Linked DNA regions of Pan troglodytes: region 1 is linked to region 2. The links are chromatin contacts, called in public HiChIP or PLAC-seq maps. All regions are on one chromosome and are shown on one strand. Each heading gives the region's core, a stretch centred on a gene start, on an enhancer-like site or on the middle of the called end of the contact. The rest is flanking DNA. Distances are from core to core; before and after follow the strand shown. Region 1 holds the start of PRPF39 (pre-mRNA processing factor 39). Region 2 holds the start of KLHL28 (kelch like family member 28).

What was found. HiChIP or PLAC-seq counts read pairs in DNA pulled down with a chosen protein or histone mark.
Region 1: a contact with region 2 is called in an H3K4me3 HiChIP or PLAC-seq map of stem cell-derived excitatory neurons, with 2.7 times the contacts expected there. The contact joins the promoter of PRPF39 here to the promoter of KLHL28 in region 2. A contact is called at or near these places in 1 of 7 Hi-C or Micro-C datasets (stem cell-derived neural progenitor cells) and 1 of 1 datasets of contacts at active chromatin or transcription factors (stem cell-derived excitatory neurons).

What each region holds. Positions count from the first base shown.
Region 1 is chr15:43,161,373-43,165,537 of NHGRI_mPanTro3-v2.0_pri, forward strand. PRPF39 (pre-mRNA processing factor 39) reads left to right here and starts at 1,595. Exons shown (of 16, transcript XM_063792895.1): 1 at 1,595-1,817. LOC107968309 (a long non-coding RNA gene) reads right to left here and starts at 1,594. Exons shown (of 3, transcript XR_001709407.2): 1 at 1,040-1,594; 2 at 436-533; 3 at 1-244.
Region 2 is chr15:43,038,994-43,042,761 of NHGRI_mPanTro3-v2.0_pri, forward strand. KLHL28 (kelch like family member 28) reads right to left here and starts at 2,322. Exons shown (of 5, transcript XM_016926034.4): 1 at 1,952-2,322. It overlaps TOGARAM1 (TOG array regulator of axonemal microtubules 1), which reads left to right and starts at 2,345. Exons shown (of 21, transcript XR_010150936.1): 1 at 2,345-3,768.

The sequences.
Region 1 (4,165 bases), core at 345-2,844, 120 kb after region 2:
TGAAGATGCAAGTAGATTTTTATAAAATGGCTATTTGAGTGAATGACATCTCAGAGATAATCTTATTTACTGATAAAGAAATTGAGGCCACCTTAGAAAGACCAAAGAACCAGAATAGGAGTGAAGGTCATGCCAAACAGTCCCTGCGTAACAGTGCCAGCAGCAAACTCTGGTCTGTCTTCCCAACGCACCACTCCCTTGACTATTCTTCCCATAGTAAACATTTAAAAGCTGCTGTTTAAACCTGTGAAACAAACAAACAAAAAACATGGCCACACTGTCAGAGAATCCAAAAAAGTTAGCTTGGAAAGTAGAAGAGGCAAATGGAAAGGGAAAGCTACTACTAGGTGCAGTGTGATGCAAGTAAAAGGTAGGAAAAAAGACTGAATTTGGTATTTCGAAGGAAAGGTGCGGGTGAGAGGATTTATGATTAACCTGCGTTGTGACAAGAAACGTCGTCTTGTAAATAAGTATTTCCAGAGGAGACAGATTTCAGATGAGGAACTTGGAGCCCAATAGTAATACTAATGCACCTGGAACAACAGATTACATGGTAAGTGACGGGTGAATGCGGGGGCACAAATGTAACAGAATCTTAAAGGGAGAGAGGCCAGATTTGAAAGAAATTTTTTTTTCATTAAAGTGGAGATGGTGGTACAACTGAAGAGGACTGCTAAGATTGTTAACGCACAGCCCCCCTCAATTTGTCCAGAGGATAACATATCCCTTTAGATACAAAGATTTTTTTTTTTGCTTGGCCAACTTTAGTCAGGTTTCTGAATCTTCTGCTAGGCTCTTCTGTACACTTTCTTTGTAAAATCCAGTTTAAACAAAGAGCTTTGCTAAGTCAGATTAGCAATAAACCCCCATCCTTGATAGCTGATCATCCTCAATATCTGATCAGGTTCTTCAGTCTCCACCATCCCCCAGGTGATGCCTCATTATCTTGGCCTGTCTTCAGCAAAAATCCTATTAGGTGGGTTTAGCCAAAATCCCCCTTACCCTGATGTTTCCTCTTAGTAATTATACATTCACTTACCACCGCTCCTTGGCTATAAATCTCCACTTGCCCATGCTGTATGAGGAGTTGAGCCCAATATCTCTTTCCCCACTGCAAGTCTCCATTGCAGTCAGTGGTCCCTATACCTGTTGCGATGGTCCTGAATAAAGCCCTCTTTTTGTGCTTTAACAAGTGTCACTAAATACTTTTTTCTTTAACAATAGCCCGTTCTCCAAACCCCTAACTCCAGAATTGTTTAGTTTTCAGGAAACCTGAGTGGGCCCAGGGTCCATACCATCGTGAGATTTGTGGGTTTAAGGCTGAATTTCTGCCCGTTTTTAGGTAAATGTTTTAGTGTGAAAGCTTGAACAATTGTAGGGAAAACCTTAGATTTGCCCCCAAAAATGACATTTTGCCGTTTTTGGAGGGGAGGGGTCAGGGCGCTGTGTTTAAGATCAGGCGTGTGAAAGCCCCTAAACGCCCTCCTTTCCTTTGGGAAGTCCCTATGGAGGGAAAAGCAGGTAGGCGCAGCGGTCCCCGCCCTCGCTCGCGGCGGGGCGGGGCGGGGCTGCGGGGGCGGGGCTGGGGCCGCACGGGCAGCGAGGATCCCTGGGAGGGCCAGGCCTGCGCGCTGCGAACCCACGTGACTTTTTCGCCTCCAGGGACACTGACGCATGCGCATCGTGCCCTGGACCAGGCGGCCGTGGCGCGGGTGGCGGCTGCTGTGGTGGCTGTGGGGACGGAGGCGGTGAAGTGCCATCTTCGGCTAGGTCGTCACAGGCTTCGGCTCATGGCATCAAGTGGCATCCATCATAAGGTCTGCTGGGGCGGGCTCCTTGAAATTAGCTGGGGCAGAGGGTGGTACTTGGTACTGAAAGGGGCCTGCCGGGTTTCAGGCCGCGCTCTGGCCGCGGCCTCCCTCTCCCGCCCTGTTTGAGGCCTGGCTCGGATTCAGCGCCCAGCTGTCCATTCCTTTCTCCTTCCCACCTGTTGGGTGGAGCGGTGCAAGGTATTTTTTTCTTAGACCAAACGTTTCACTTGAGGGGTGCGTTAGGTAGGGTGGAGAAGTGTGGGCCTCCTTCGCCTGGATTTAGGAAGATATTTGGGGGTAATTCTAAAGCCCTTGCTTCTCCCGGAGCTGGAACACAGCTGGGGTGGCTGGAAGTGGAAGGAGCACATTTGCAGCCGCCAGAGGATTGGGAAGATAATATACGTTCTATTACTAAGGCATGTGAGCGCCTTGTACGGCACGTTCTGTCTTCTGACTACATAAGCAACACTTTTGCGACCCTAAGTCACAGCACCCACAGCTTTTGGCAGGATACTTTAAAACAGAAAAAACACATCATTGATCCTGGTAGGATTTTTTAAGGGATTGTGCTTAAGAATGTTTAACTTTGGTAATCAGAGACCACCACTGGTGTTTTTCTCCAAAATCACATCTTTAAGTTAATTAATACTTGAAGTTAATAAATAATACTGCTCAGTGTATTAGTAATGATGCCATAATACCATGTAAATTTATGCTGATTCAAATGTTGTTTTTTTCGTTTGATACTCATATGGCCTTCTGTTTGAGGACTTCAGATTATTTAGCAACTGATTTAATCTGTTCAGAAATAAACTTTGCTACAGCTGGAAAGCGTGAGGCTTGAGAAAGCAAGTTTTGGACAGGGACGTATGAAGCTCATGTTGAAACTTAAGTGTTTTAGGCTGTATGGGAGCTTGAATGGAGTGAAAAGAACAAGCGTCTACTGTCAGGTTTTCCTCCTCCCTCTAGATTTATAACCTCATTCTAGAGTTGCAAAAGTTGGAACTTTCCACTGTTCACTCTCTAGTAGGGATAAAGTGATGGAAAGGAGTTGTGTTAAAGAGGACTAGTACTTAGATTGTGAACTTTGAAGTAGGGGTTGAGCATAGATGGCTCATAGGTGGTATGAGACACTATTTGTGTAAAGTCTCAGAATATTTTTCCTTGCTTATCTTATAATTGAAAAAGAAGATGTTTAAAAGTCAAATGATAAAAATTGTATGTGCTGTTTTCTGTGGTATGTTTTAACAAATCTACATGGAAGATAGGACTTCAAAAAAAATTAAAAATAGCCAAAGGAGGAAGAAGGTAGTATAGTTCCAGCCAAATGGTACGTTTTCCAAAAAGCCGAAGATTGATGTAGACGTTTATGTAAATACATATACAAAATCTAGTTTCTGGAACATAGTGTTTAATATGTAGAGACTTTAAAAAGTCGGCGTGTGACTACTTAGCCCCTAAAAACAGCTGCCAAAACCAGTGGTTATGATAGTCTCTTTTCTTCTTACATCCCAAATCTCCAGATTGCCTTGTGGATGAGATTTGTGTATTGCAAAGCTACTTGTTTTGCTCTACCCAAAACTCCTTTCAGTCTTTAGTGATGACTTCAGATTTTTATATATTTCTGTGTTTATGAAAAAGAATAGTCAATGGTATAATTTTTAAGTACCTCTACAGGAATAAGAGGCATACAGAGAAAAAAAAAAAAGGTATTAGGTCAAAAGATGGCATTTCACTCTTGTTGCCCAAGCTGGAGTGCAATGGCGCTATTGGCTCACCGCAACCTCCGCCTCCCGGGTTCAAGTCATTCTTCTGCCTCAGCCTCCCCAGTAGCTGGGATTACAGATGCGCGCCACCACGCCTAATTTTTTGTATTTTTAGTAGAAACGGGGTTTCACCATGTTAGCCAGGCTGGTCTAGAACTCCTGACTTCAGGTGATCTGCCTGCCTCGGCCTCGCAAAGTGCTGAGATGACAGGCATGAGCCACCGTGCCCGGCCCAAATGTCCCATTTTAAATTAAGTGTTAGTAATTGAAGTCATCCTCCAAAAGACCTTTTAAATTTTAAGATGGCATAATTGTCACTGAAATACTTAATGTACGTCATAATTATACTAAAAGTGAAAGGTATGATAAATGTATTTTTTATATATTGCCTATTCACTTTATGTTATGTTTCATTTTATACTTGTGTCCTTTGTGCCTATCATATGATTTTATAATAAAGTGTAATGTAGTGAAAAGGAATCGACTGGTTTGGTGAGTTGAAAAAGGGAGGACTTTTATTAGTCTGAGGGAACAGCTTTTGTCAAGGCTCAGAAAGGAAAAATCTAAGGGACTCTGGAAATGGCAATG
Region 2 (3,768 bases), core at 1,072-3,571:
ATGTAGCACACACATTCCTATAATTCACTAATTTAACTACATTCTTGAAATTATTGAAATTTTAAACTTGTTTTAGCTGAATTTGCAATTTTCAATGTATCCTTAACCACTTCCTTTTAACTTTCTGAGGTGTACTATTAATAAAACACCTAATAGTGTATTCTACTATTTAAAAATTGATTATAAATTTGTACTCTCTCTCTATATGATTAAATCCAAAAGGCTTTTTAAGTCAATATACGAGAAATTCCTAGATTTCCAAAGATTAAAAAAAATCTGCTTCGTAATAAAAAGAATACACACTCAATGAATGAGATTTATGTTCCACAAAATAACTCTAAAAGATAATCAGTAAGATGTGATGCTGATGAAGTCCCGTTTCCTAAATATCCACTATGGAGACTAATGCCTCTTCTAAGTCTTCAATCAAAGAGACAAAATGTAACAGATAAAAAATAAATTGCAATCTGTAATGTATAGTGATCCACAGGGATCTAAAAAAACAAGAAACAAAAGGAAGACTCATCTTGCTTTGTTCCCAGGAAAAGGGCATGATAACTGCTTAAGTATCCACGTCTCTCATTTAAGACTTTCGAAGTTCCTTTTCTGTGATTCCATGATTACCACACAACCTCTAGTTATTAACTTGGCTTCCCAAGTTCTTGGATACAAGAAAGAGTGCACTGGATTTTCAACTTGAAAATTCTGATCCAACATAAACTGGCACTGTAATGTGTACATCATTGTCTAGGTTAGTTTGAACTGGGTTCCTCAAGTCTGGGCAATACATGACTAGAAGTCTACACATTTGAGCTTCTTAGGTTGGAACTGTGAGAACCAGACACTTTCTCATTGACAACTGCTACAATCATTTCTTGTTTTTCACCTCCCTGTCTTTAACCTGTCCCTAAAATGAAACATGCTAGCTAAACCTAATTTAGGCAGATTCATTTAAACACGAAAATGGCTCATTAAAACCAAAGTAACAGCCTAGAATTTAAACCAAAACATAGGATGTATATTTACACAGCCTCATTTACATTAATAGTCTATTCCCCACCCCCACCCCCCAAAAACAAAACAAAACAAAACTGATATTCAAATCGTACTTTAAGGCAAAAATCCAGAAATTATTTTTGCACTTGCATCAGCTGGGAGCATTATTTATAAAGCTGTTTGGCATATGTGACTCATTTATTCCAAGACTTTAAAAAGTATTTAAGAGAAATCCCACCTGGTACAGAGCAGGGTAGGAATACTTGCATTTGAAGTGCATAAATTTGGGTCTTCAAATGATAACTTAGACTTTTCGCACGAGTCATTCAAAAGTAATTGTATTATTCCTTCAAAAAAAAAAAATCTCTCTTCCACACTCCAAAGCATTCAGGCTCACACTAGACACTCCAGCTCTTCCACTGTGTCCGTTTAAGTATCACTTATGAGAAGGAGAAAATGCACACAAAATTCTCAGTTCGCCTAAAATAAATAAATGTCTACTATCATTCCTAAATCCACAAGGCAGAATTCTCTTAGAACCATGATGCCAAAAAGAACTTCCACCGCAAGTGAAATTGTCTTCGCAATCTCTGTCTCTAGGAGACTGAAAAGCTGCAGAGACGCTTGAGGATCCTGCAGGGAGGCTAGGGCGGCAGACCGAGGGGGCGGAGGTTAGGGGAGAGTCCCACAGAGGAACTGCATTAGAAGGAAAGATTTTGATAACGTCTAAGGGAGAGGCGGTTAGCTACAGGGGAAAAAAAACAGACCTATTTCCATATTATGTACGTTGTAAAGAAAACGCAAAGTGATGAGGGTAAGGAAACGTTGCCAAAAGCAAACAAACAAAAACAAAAAAAATTTAACCCTCTGCGGCCGGAGGGTTAAGAGAAGTCGACAAAAGGAGAAGGGGGAGGCGAATAAAGGCCCCAAAGACCAGGAATTGAAAAAAAAATACCCGATTTGTGAGCTTGGCCGTGGTCCAGATCTTCTGTCCTGATAAGCAGATGGCAAGAGGAAAGGATCGCAGTTACTCAGGGTGGTAGAGAGTAACGCGTTTACAAGGGTGACGAGCCCTGCACAAGAAGATGTCGCCTCTCTTTCCACCTGCTCCGCTCAGTCCTTTGCCTCTTACTCTAGCACCAGTGGCATTCGGGCAAAACACTGCCAAAGCCTGCACCGCTGGAGGACAGCAAAAGGAAAATACCTGAGTCCCAGTAATCACACGGGCAGCGACAGGAGGAGGATCCGCGGACAACTGGAGCCTGGGCTGGATCCTCACTAGCTCCGGTCAAACCCTAACTCTTACGGGTGGGGCGGGCAACTTCCGCCCAGAGCAAAGAAAGCGTCACATCCGTCAAATGTCTTCACCCCTCCTCCCTTCTCCGCTGTAGCTACGTTTACAACGTTCTGACTTCCTCTTCCAGGAGACTTTGGCCTAGTCTCAACACCTGACGTGGACTACATAACCCAGCATTCATCACGGCAAGTGGATTTCCGGGTCAAGAGGTCCGCGCTGGGTACATCACCATGGAAGCAATCGGTTTGGTCACGTGGTGCCCTTGGTTACGCCCGGTGGCAGCTGTGGGGTCTAGGGCTCAGACGGGGGCCATTTTGCCAGAGGCTGCCTCCCGGAGTTGGGGGCGGCCTGGCGGCAGGCTGAAGCTGTTCTTTTGCCTCTTCTGCAGCTTGGGGCTTGGAGAGGATCTGGAAGTCTGGGCTCCATCGAGCCCTTTGGAGACAGCAATGGTTTCTTCCAACCACCACCACCTGACAACCCTGCATGGCGGCTGCCCCCTCCGCGCTGCTTCTGCTGCCGCCCTTTCCAGTCCTCTCTACCTATCGGCTCCAGAGCCGCAGTCGTCCTTCCGCCCCAGAGACTGATGATAGTCGAGTTGGGGGCATTATGAGAGGAGAGAAAAACTACTACTTCCGTGGAGCTGCGGGGGACCACGGTTCCTGCCCCACTACAACTTCGCCTCTGGCCTCGGCCCTCTTGATGCCCTCGGAGGCAGTCTCAAGCAGCTGGTCTGAGTCTGGAGGCGGTTTGTCAGGGGGAGATGAAGAGGACACTCGGCTCCTTCAACTCCTCCGCACTGCCCCGGATCCTTCTGAGGCCTTTCAGGCTTTGCAAGCTGCTTTGCCGCGGCGGGGCGGTCGACTTGGCTTCCCCCGACGCAAGGAAGCTTTGTATCGGGCACTGGGCCGAGTGCTTGTGGAAGGAGGTAGTGATGAGAAGCGGCTTTGCTTGCAACTTCTCTCGGACGTTCTCCGGGGTCAGGGGGAGGCAGGCCAGCTTGAAGAGGCCTTTAGCTTAGCACTTTTGCCTCAACTAGTTGTCTCGTTACGGGAAGAGAATCCAGCCCTGCGGAAAGATGCGCTGCAGATCCTTCATATATGTCTGAAACGTAGTTCTGGAGAGGTGCTGAGAACGCTTATACAACAAGGACTGGAAAGTACCGATGCCCGACTTAGAGCTTCCACAGCACTACTGCTTCCCATCTTGCTTACTACTGAGGACTTGTTGCTTGGTCTGGATCTCACCGAGGTGATAATATCCCTAGCCCGAAAGCTTGGTGATCAGGAGACAGAAGAAGAATCTGAGACAGCTTTCTCCGCACTTCAACAAATTGGGGAGCGACTTGGCCAAGACAGGTTTCAATCTTATATTTCTCGTCTGCCCTCTGCCCTGAGGAGACACTACAATCACCGCCTGGAGTCCCAGTTTGGAAGTCAGGTTCCTTATTATTTGGAACTTGAAGCCTCTGGATTTCC